Regions from separate parts of the Mus musculus genome. Here region 1 is linked to region 2. The links are chromatin contacts, called in public HiChIP or PLAC-seq maps. All regions are on one chromosome and are shown on one strand. Each heading gives the region's core, a stretch centred on a gene start, on an enhancer-like site or on the middle of the called end of the contact. The rest is flanking DNA. Distances are from core to core; before and after follow the strand shown. Region 1 overlaps Gm16499 (a long non-coding RNA gene). Region 2 holds the start of Tril (TLR4 interactor with leucine-rich repeats).

What was found. HiChIP or PLAC-seq counts read pairs in DNA pulled down with a chosen protein or histone mark.
Region 1: a contact with region 2 is called in an H3K27ac HiChIP or PLAC-seq map of neural progenitor cells, with 4 times the contacts expected there. The contact joins the enhancer-like site here to the promoter of Tril in region 2. A contact is called at or near these places in 5 of 39 promoter capture datasets (the 3T3-L1 cell line, frontonasal cranial neural crest, macrophages and 2 more), 17 of 484 Hi-C or Micro-C datasets (brain, cerebral cortex, conventional type 1 dendritic cells and 7 more), 7 of 115 datasets of contacts at active chromatin or transcription factors (astrocytes, embryonic stem cells, heart atrium and 2 more) and 3 of 9 other capture datasets (adipose tissue, liver and pancreatic islet).

The regions. Positions count from the first base shown.
Region 1 is chr6:53,852,977-53,858,560 of GRCm38.p6, reverse strand. It overlaps Gm16499 (a long non-coding RNA gene), which reads right to left. Exons shown (of 4, transcript XR_001785256.1): 2 at 1,188-1,365; 3 at 1-43. Among named protein-coding and RNA genes, the nearest start is that of Gm16499, 11 kb to the right of the region's middle. Within about 2 kb of position 3,155, at least 39 of the 459 cell types and tissues checked have an H3K27ac peak or open chromatin away from gene starts, as enhancers often do. A contact at or near this core is called in adipose tissue, cerebral cortex, forebrain and 3 more, where this site is marked.
Region 2 is chr6:53,817,895-53,822,862 of GRCm38.p6, reverse strand. Tril (TLR4 interactor with leucine-rich repeats) reads left to right here and starts at 2,038. Exons shown (of 1, transcript NM_025817.4): 1 at 2,038-4,968. The coding sequence starts at 2,628.

The sequences.
Region 1 (5,584 bases), core at 1,906-4,405, 35 kb before region 2:
CCTAGGTGAGCAGGACGTCCAAGGAGAGAGCAGCTTCTCTTCCCTGGCAAAGCAGAGAGACTTTCTTATTCCCTCCCTCCCTCCCTTCCTCCCTCTCTCCCTTCTCCCCTTCCTCCCCCCTCCTCTCTCCCTCCCTCCCTCCCTCCCTCTCTCTCTCTCTCTCTCTCTCTTCCTCCTTCCACTCTCCATCCTTTCTTCCTTCCTTTTCTCCCTTTCCCCTCTTCTTCCTACCTCATCCCTTCCTTCCTCTTTCCCTAGAGCAATGAGGCTGTTCTAGGGACCTTTTTAAAAGTGAAGAAAGGTACTGTACAGAGGGACTGGAACAGGTGTGACAGCAGAGTTGCCATCGCTTAGAATCAAGAGCTAATCTGGTCAATCTCCCCAAACCATGGAATTCAAAATAACATTTCCATTCCCGAGATAATAAAGGGTGGCCATAGCTGTCTTGCAGCCGCCTCAGTGGGTTATTGGATGCTCTGAGCCTAAGCAGACCCGCAGAGAACCCCCAGTCTAATTCCATCATGTCGATTCTAATGTCATCACACAGAGCCTCTGGCAAGAACCCATTTTCCAATTGCTAATATCCTTTCCCTCCTGCGCTCATTCTGCCAGAATCACTCCCAGCTCTGTGTCTGAATCGCCCCAGAAAAGATCATTTCTTTTCTTTGGCAAAATGGTTTCCAGAGGACAACAACTTCCATGGGGAAAACATGAATTTAAAACTCATTCATTGCAGCCAGTACAACAGAATTAAAAAAACACTCGAGGCACTGGTGCTGAGGGAGAGTTGCAGGAATTCTTTGCATAAGATTTTTTTTTATTATTATTATTTCCCTTTCAACATATTGGCGACCACGCCCATTTAGGGAAGGACAATTTGGTAATGTTCTAATTCAATCCAGAAGCCATTCAGAAAAGCAACGTGAGGACTAGGAGGACCTAGCTTTGCTCCTGCTTAGTCCTGGATCCATAACTCCTAATAGAGGGCCTGGTTCTTGGCACTCATTTGTCCGTATTTGTTATTGAATGAACTGGGGTATTCTCTAATGGGAAACTGTGTTTAACCATCTTTTGGATTTTGTGGTATACCATGTGTTTATCCACCTTGAATTAAGGAAAATCTGGGCAAGTTCCACTCTTAGAAGACGGGGAGGTCCTTAAAATAGAATGTTTAAAATCCAGCTTACTTAGAATGCATAAACTTCCTCTCCACATTAGGAAGCCAGCCCCTTTTCCATGCCATGGAGCGTCAATGTAGCGTCAAAGCAGACGCGAGGAGCTCTCAGCACTTGTGGGTTCAGTCTCGCTGGAAATGTTGCATGATTTTGTCTCCTCTCATTCTCTCAGTGGCTGAAGGAGACAATTCTGGATTTGGGTAGAACATAATTCAAATTAGATATGCTAAGAAGGTATTTATTTCCTCAACCCCCCTCCTCTTTGGGTACATAGAAAACACCCGGTTTTAAAATCTATTCCTCTTTTCTTTATTCTTCTTCACCAGCTACCGGAGCCAGTGGTTAAAGAGCAGAGTGTACAGTTCCAGCCACTGAGTTCTCCTTGCAAGGACAGCTGATGCCAGCATCAGAACTCCAAGAATGACAGGCCCCATGCCAGATGAAGTGGGGCAGCCCTTCTTGAGCAACTTTTAAAAAGTCTGTCTCACTTATAATGAACTAAGTAAGTCCAGATTGCTGTATGAATTTCCCCCAGAGAGATGAGTCTGTCTCAAATGTACTCATAGATGAGTCCCTGGTACCCTAGCAGCCAAATGGGATAAGGATGTGAGAGATAGAATGGAGTCTTCTGAACAAAAACCGATGGAGACCCAGGATCTAGAACTTTCTTTGCCCTTGACCTAGTGGGCCTGTGTCATAAGGGCAAAGCTAATACAGTGATCATGTCAAACCTGGGACTCTGAGGGATGGTCTTGCATGTTACAACTTATGTGTGAAATCCTAGTGAGAAAAATGAAAGCACTAAGTGATCTCCAGTGTGCCACCACGGCTGGAGGATGAACTTTCATTCCTTCTGTTTTGACCATTTAAAACCTATTTCCAATTGGCTTGGTGATGTGGTCTAAGCCTATAATCCTTACCACCAGGTAGGTTGTGACAAGAACTTCACAAGTTCAAGACCAGCCTGGTTAATTTTGCATGATCCTGTCTCTAAATAAATAAATAAATAAAAACAGGCTTGGGATTAGATTGGCCTGGTCTATGTTCAGTCCTGAGTTTAACCCCCAGTCATGAAAAAGAGTGTTAAACATGCCGACGATCCAGTTCTAAGCTCATGTGTAGATGTAGCCACCTAGAAAATTAGCCAAGCAGGGTCATCTTATCTTAGATGATTGAGGCACGTATTCAATACTCTGCCTTCACTGTTCCTTACAGATTATTAGAAATGGATGCAAATGCTAGGTGTCTGTCACCAGGGATGAAATCCAAAAATGAAAGCAAATGATCCTCCCAAGCCTCCTGACGTTTTAGCTGAGTATTTAGAAATATAACTCACGCGAATCTTCTAGAATTCAGCTCCGCAAAGAAGAGATGCAACTCAGCCATGTTTAAACTTTTGGAATCAGCAGTGGTTTTGACTGTTGGTGTGTCTTACCAGGATTAGCTGATTAGTACTAGTAAGTCATTTTGTTATTGTGGCCGACAGTGAACTTGACCATAGAACAGCTTTCCTTTGCAAAGCAGCTTTGGCTTTAACCTTTAAGTAGAATTTCCCAATGGATTTGGCAAGCGTTTCTGCCTCATGGGGTCGTGTTCAGGATGATAGAACATATATGTCCTTGTTGAGTTTGGAGGAGACTGGAGGCTCATCTTAGGATTTGGTGCCGTAGGCCTATTGGGTGCAATGCTTGCGGATGTTTGAGGATTCCTGCCACATATCAGGTTGCTATGACATCGTGGACCTGCTGAAGAGAAATCCTGCTAGGAGAAGCCACTGAAAGTTGGCCTGGCAATTGGAAATGCCTTCCCCACTTTGGAACACTACAACAATTGGGGAAACAGGAAGTAGGGTGGGAGCAGCATCTGAATGCCTGAGAGTTGAGAAAGCCAGGTGGCGGAGACAAATAACCCAACAAGCAGAGCTTCGCGCACTGTCAGCACAGAGCTGACCTTCATAGCCGAGGCCTTCTGTCTCCAGCGAGTGGAGGCAGATTGCTGTTTATTGGAGAGGAGACTGGTGTGGCCTCAAAGGATGGAGAATAATGGGATGGTCTGGGCAGTCCTCCAATATGCATGTAACTGAATAGGCAGCACTGCCTACAAATCATTTAAAAGATTGTAGCCATTCCAGCCATGAAAGGGATGCTGAGCAAGCTCAATAATAAAACCAGCTGAACTGACATGAACTGACTGCTAGCTCTGTGAATAACTCCTTCGCAAGCTGTAGTCACGTGAAGGCATGGCAGAGGTGGGGCCCTTTATACACCACCAGGTGAATAACCTATTCATTTGCTGGTACCCACTGAGGGGAAAGCAGTGTTTACATTATTTCATAGAATGGAGGAGAAGCAAGCCTTGAGGTGCTTAATCCATTGAAAATATAAAGCCAGGGCATACATAAACAATACTTTCAAATAAATAATGAGCTACAGATGGACACACTCTGGATTCCAGTGGAGTTTAACTCTGTTTCCTAACTCAGCCATTCAGTTTCCGGCATAAAAGTGTTAGCATGTGTGATTCCAATCGGGAAGACACAACAAATATTGCCTAGTAAACTGGACCACTCTTTCCGAAAAAGGGAATGTCCTTATTGCTCCTACTGATTGAAAGATAGATACCAACTAACTACTCACTTGGGGGAGGGGGAGTCTCATGAAAATGAAATTTATTCTTTAAAACAAAAACAAAAGCAGAACCCTAGAATGAGGAAGCTTGTACTGTGACATGGAGAGATCTCTATCCAAATGTCATTCAGTGTCCAAACAGGAAAGCAGAAACTACTTTATAGATTCTAAGCAGCAGAGAATATAATATAAAGCATTGGTGTGAAAACTGCTGCAAGAGCTGAGAAGCAAATAAAACAGGGACCTCTTACTGAAGTCTGGGAAGCTACCTCCGTCCCTTGGCAGACATGAGCAGACTCTCAATGCTGTCTTGCTAAAACTATGCCTAGGCTGTCACAGCTTGGAGCACACACAATCCAGCCCTGTTACATGTCTTCTGCTCCCATTGTCAAGGGAAGAAAGCAGCCAGCCTCTTCTCTGACACTGGAGTCTGCCTCATTGCTTCCACTTGTGGTCATCTAACATGAACTTGGCTAGATGGAAAGGGAACAGAGGAGGTCTGGAAGCCACGATGTGGAGTTAAGAAACAACACAGCACCTCTATCTTAGGCTATTTAGCTACATATATTCCATTGTGTCCACACATCATATTTCAAACTTAACATTATCTGAACCTTTCACATAGATGGAACGAGGTTCACTCTCTATCCAAAAGAGGAAATCATAAATCATACCTCTGGAGGAGGTAGCACCAGCCACTCTATGCCCCTAAGAGCTATGTCCATTCTTCTCTTCTAGATATCATGGCAGCTTGGACATTCTCCTAGCTAAAGGTTGAGTAGAACCATTAACCACATATGTATTCTGGGCAGGCAGAGGCTGCCCTGTTGGGTTGTTTGTGTTGTTGTACTTATTTTGTTTTGCTTTGTTTTGTTTTTTGTCAATTTGACACAAGTTAGAGTAGAATTATCTGGAAAAAGAAACTTCCCAGATGGGAAACGCCTCCGTCAGTCAGACTGGCCTGTTGGCAAGTCTGTGGAACACTTTCTTTGATTAATGATTAATGTGAGAGGGCCCAGCACACTGTGGAAGGTGACACCCCTGTGCAAATGGTCCTAGGTTGAATAAGAAAGCAGACTGAGCAAGCCACAAGGAGCAAGCCGGTAAGCAGTACTCTTTTACAATCACTTGCTTCATCAGTTTCCTGCCTTGATTTTCTGCCCTGGCTTCCCTGTGTGATGGACCACAACTGTAAGCTATAAAGCCCTTTCCTCCCTGGTTCTTTTGCGTGGTTTTTATCAGAGCAATAGAAGGTAAATGGAACATAGGCAAAGGAGAAAGAAAGCACGTGAGCTGCTCCAGTTCTTGTTCTGATAACTGGCAAGAACTCAGCAGACAGATGATGCTCATCTGTGAATAGCACTTGGTAATGAGCTCTCCTTGCTTCATGACCTCTTCGCTTCAGCCTGAACCTTAGTTGCTTGTGTCTCCTTTCTTTATTAGGGTGATTTTAGCCTATGTCTCTGAGATGGCTGAGTTTAAAGGTCTTCCATCTTGGTCTCCTATTCTTGTGACTTCTACTGGACACACAAATTTCAGAAGTACCTAGGAGATAATATATCCCAGATTGTGTTTGAATGGGTCCCTAAGGCCTAAGTAAGTGAAGTGGAAACTTAAGGGTTCTTTGGAGAATCAGTTGTGTTGGATGGTGCTTTGCTGGGGCAAACACATAAAGGAGTGTTTTCCTGAAAAGGACACAGATGAAAGACTAAGGCAGACTTGTGAGGGAACACTCCACTGAAGCAAACACAGGAGGATGTTCTGCTGAAGCAAAAATGTAAA
Region 2 (4,968 bases), core at 789-3,288:
AATTGTCTTTGAGACAAAGCTATGGTTGGTGCTTTTTCATTGGCAATACAGGCTCCCGATGGAAATAGTTGACACTGGTCTCTCTCTCTCTCTCTCTCTCTCTCTCTCTGTGTGTGTGTGTGTGTGTGTGTGTGTGTGTGTGTGTGTGTGCTCACGCACTCCTGTTATCTTTAGATAGTGGACAACTCCTCTGTCAGTCTTAGAGGTATCTGTATCTATCTGTAAGGGAGGGTAAGTGATCCAGCCACACTGCAGAGCCGTGTGGAGGTGCCCTTCCTTCCCTTTGCTTATCCTAGTTCTGAGAATGTCTGCAGAAGGTCCAGAGGTGATACGGGCTCCTGCCAATCATTGAGATTTGCTTCCTGCTATTCCCAATTCCATATGAGGCATCTCTCAGCTTCCCAACTGACCTCTACTTATCTGCTGTGGGAGGTGGGCACTTGGAAACAGGTCCTCTCCAGGCATCTCTGGGGCGGGCTCACCTGAAAGTCAGCAGCACTTGGGGATGGTTTCCTCTGTGAACCCCATATGATCCTCCTTCCCGGCAAGGACAGTGTCTCTGACCAAGACCAGCAGAACTGGCAAGGTATGTAACACTGTACCAGAACAGATTCTCCTCCTTCCTGCAGCTACACTCAGAGGAGTCAGGAGTTTGGGGTTGTCACAGTAACTGAAAAGTAAACTCCTTGTTTCATTTTAGTAAAACAAACACTTGTGTCTCCATAGTTGCCTTTTATTCGAAGCTCAAAGCAAAACACAGTAAACTGGGTGTACTTCACTACAGACTTACCTGTTTTAGTCCAAAACCCATCTCCCACCAAATTGGGGTCGCTGTTGTACCCATGAAGTCTTCACTTACCACCCTGCCAGGTTCAGCACATGGCTCCATCACTCCCCTTGATAAACTGCTCAACAAGAAAATGACATAACAGAGTGACTAAACTATTTGAATCTTTGCAGATTTCTCCTCTTCCTTGCTCAGTTTCCTAATGTGATCTGTCAGTGTGCCTCTCTTCCCATACAGACAGTCAGCCCCCTGAAGCCAGGATATGGGCTCTAATTTTCCACACTGCTAGCACACAGTAAATCCTGAAGGGCTACTTTCAAAATGTTGCTTTGCATGAACAAATAATAAGCAACAGCTATCTCTTGCTTGTTTTCATTCTTATCAGACACTGGCCCTAAGGGAACCCCGGATAAAATGGTGCACTATTGTGTATTAATAATAAAAGTTAATATCCGACACCTGGCACCCCCCAAGAAATCTAAGCCTGAGCACCTTGGAGCCTGAAAACGTTCAAGATTGCTATAAGCTCTGGCACAAAGTAGGCGGGCCCCTCAAGAAGCAATCTCCAAAGGCTCTGTGCAGCGTATTGTATACAGGCCCGGGTTCCGAGGCTATTTGAAGGGCTTTAACACTGCAGGAGAATTAATCTAGCTGAATAGCCAAGTCTGTCCGTGTCACAGTCACTGTAACAGTTCCACTTCTGAGCTTTCTTCAGAGGTTTTCCCAGAGCGAGAACCGGCAGATAATTCGGTTTAGGAACCTAAAAGAGGCGGTGCCTCTCCTTGGACATGAGCAAAGGACACCAGAAACCCAAACACTTTAAAAGGACTGAGCAACAGTCCTGTCAACAGTCCACTGATGGCCTTGCCAGGAAATCTTGTGTTCCCCTAAACTTGGAGCACGATGCCAGGGAATTCCGTGTTGTCTCAACATCTTGCAGGGTGGCACCGGGAAGAGAAGAGTAGGTAAAATGTAGGCGCCCTGCCTCTGCGCCGAAGCCGCCGGCGAACCGGCCTAAAATAAAAAGGTCTCTGTCTGCAATCCCCGTTTGCTCGCCCGGTAATCCACCCCCGCCCCCAGCCTGCGCGCCGACCCGTACAGCTGTTTTTAATCCCTACTTTTCTCACTTGGCGTCCGGGCTAGGGCTGACCAGACGCGGAGCCACTTAGTGTTTCCTCCTCCCCCAGCCGGGGTCTGTCCTGCCTCCGCCGTCTCCTCTTTCTCCGCCTGCATCCCCCGGGGGGCAGAGTGTGGGAAGAACGAATTTCCGCCGGTTTGCTCGCTCCACGCCGACATGGGTCCCTTCCGGACGCTGCTTGCGCGTCCCCCAGGCTGCTCACTCCGGCTGCACTCCCAATCCCCCCGGATCGCGAGCGGGCAGGCGCCGGAGACGTGGGCCTAGCGGCCGGTACTCTGCAGCCAAGCCGCACCCCAGCAGCTCTTGGAAGGGATCCCGCCTGCAGCGGGGGAATCCGTTTGGCGGGGAGAATCCGCGCCAGGGAATCCAGCTCTCCGGACTCCAGAGCAAACAAAAAGCACCAACTCTTGCTCGCTCCTCCCGCCCCCGACGCTCACCCGAAGAAACAGTTTTCTGCAGAAATGCAACAAGTAGCACCCCAGATTCGCCGAGCGCCCAGCGCCTTCTGATTTGGCTCCGCGAACTTGGCCTGCGGAGACCCGGGCGAGCCACCGGGACAAAGAGGAAGGGCTGGACGGAGCACCAGCGAAGTACGAAAGAGGCCTTTTTAGCGACTCAGGCCCGGCCGAGGGGAATGCAGAGGAGACACAGAGCCGGCCGGCCCAGAAGACGATCCGGCCGCAGCGCGCTGGGCGGGCGGCGATGGAGGGTGTGGGTGCCGTGCGCTTCTGGCTCGTGGTGTGCGGCTGCCTGGCGTTCCCGCCGCGGGCCGAGTCCGTGTGCCCGGAGCGCTGCGACTGCCAGCACCCCCAACATCTCCTATGCACCAACAGGGGACTTCGCGCTGTACCCAAGACCAGCTCGCTGCCTAGTCCCCAGGACGTGCTCACCTACAGCCTAGGCGGCAACTTCATCACCAACATCACCGCCTTCGACTTCCACCGTCTGGGGCAGCTCAGACGGCTGGATCTGCAGTACAACCAGATCCGTTCTCTCCACCCCAAGACCTTCGAGAAGCTCTCACGACTAGAGGAGCTGTACCTGGGGAACAACCTCTTGCAGGCGCTCGTTCCTGGCACGTTGGCTCCGCTGCGCAAGTTGCGCATCCTTTACGCCAACGGCAACGAGATTGGACGCCTGAGTCGCGGGTCCTTCGAGGGCCTGGAGAGTTTGGTCAAGCTACGGCTGGACGGGAACGTGCTGGGAGCGCTGCCGGACGCGGTCTTCGCTCCCCTGGGCAACCTGCTCTACCTACACCTGGAATCTAACCGGATCCGTTTTTTGGGCAAGAACGCCTTCAGCCAGCTGGGTAAGCTTCGATTCCTCAATCTCTCGGCCAACGAGCTGCAACCCTCTCTGCGCCACGCGGCCACCTTTGTCCCTCTGCGCTCCCTCTCTACTCTCATCCTCTCAGCCAACAGCCTACAGCACCTCGGCCCCCGCGTCTTCCAGCACCTGCCACGCCTAGGCCTGCTCTCCCTCAGTGGAAACCAGCTCACGCACCTCGCCCCAGAGGCCTTTTGGGGACTGGAGGCCCTACGTGAGCTGCGCCTGGAAGGTAACCGGCTGAACCAGCTCCCCCTGACACTGCTGGAGCCTCTGCACAGCTTGGAGGCACTAGACCTGAGTGGCAATGAGCTTTCTGCTCTGCACCCTGCCACCTTTGGCCACCAGGGCCGGCTCCGTGAGCTCAGCCTGCGCGACAACGCGCTCAGCGCCCTTTCTGGGGACATCTTTGCCGCCAGTCCGGCTCTCTACCGGCTGGATCTAGACGGCAATGGTTGGACCTGCGACTGCCGGTTGCGGGGTCTGAAACGCTGGATGGGCAACTGGCATTCTCAGGGTCGCCTCCTTACGGTCTTCGTGCAGTGTCGCCACCCCCCGGCCCTGCGGGGCAAGTACCTGGATTACCTGGATGACCAACTGCTGCAGAATGGGTCTTGCGTGGATCCCTCACCTTCCCCTACAGCAGGCAGTAGGCAGTGGCCGCTACCCACATCGTCAGAAGAGGGGATGACGCCCCCTGCAGGCCTCTCGCAGGAGCTACCACTGCAGCCGCAGCCGCAGCCCCAGCAGCGGGGAAGACTTCTACCAGGAGTGGCCTGGGGTGGGGCTGCCAAGGAACTGGTGGGCAACCGCAGCGCATTAAGGTTGAGCCGGCGGGGACCAGGTCCCCATCAGGGCCCCTCTGCTGCGGCTCCGGGCTCTGCCCCACAGTCCTTGGACCTGCACGAGAAGCCGGGGAGAGGACGTCACACCCGAGCCAATCTCTCCCAGACGGAGCCCACCCCGACGTCTGAGCCCGCCTCTGGGACACCATCTGCCAGAGACAGCTGGCAGCGCGCAGCAAAGCAGCGCCTAGCGTCCGAGCAGCAAGAGAGCGCAGTCCAGTCCGTTAGTGGGGTTGGTTTGCCACCTCTGGTGTCTGACCCCTGTGACTTCAACAAATTCATTCTGTGCAACCTGACAGTAGAGGCGGTGAGCGCCAACAGCGCCTCGGTGCGCTGGGCGGTTCGCGAACACCGCAGTCCCCGGCCGCAGGGCGGCGCACGCTTCCGCCTGCTTTTCGACCGCTTTGGCCAGCAGCCCAAGTTCCAGCGCTTCGTCTACCTGCCGGAGCGCAGCGACTCGGCCACGCTGCACGAGCTGCGCGGAGACACCCCCTACCTAGTATGCGTGGAGGGTGTGCTCGGGGGTCGCGTTTGCCCCGTGGCCCCCCGAGACCACTGCGCAGGGTTAGTAACCCTGCCAGAGGCAGGAGGTCGAGGTGGCGTCGACTACCAGCTCCTGACCTTGGTCTTGCTGGCTGTCAACGCGCTTCTGGTGCTCCTGGCACTGGCAGCCTGGGGATCGCGATGGCTGCGGAGGAAGCTGCGTGCCAGGCGGAAGGGAGGGGCCCCGGTCCACGTTCGCCACATGTACTCCACCCGACGGCCACTGCGCTCCATGGGCACTGGTGTGTCCGCGGACTTCTCAGGCTTCCAGTCGCACCGTCCCCGCACCACCGTGTGCGCGCTCAGCGAGGCCGACCTCATTGAGTTCC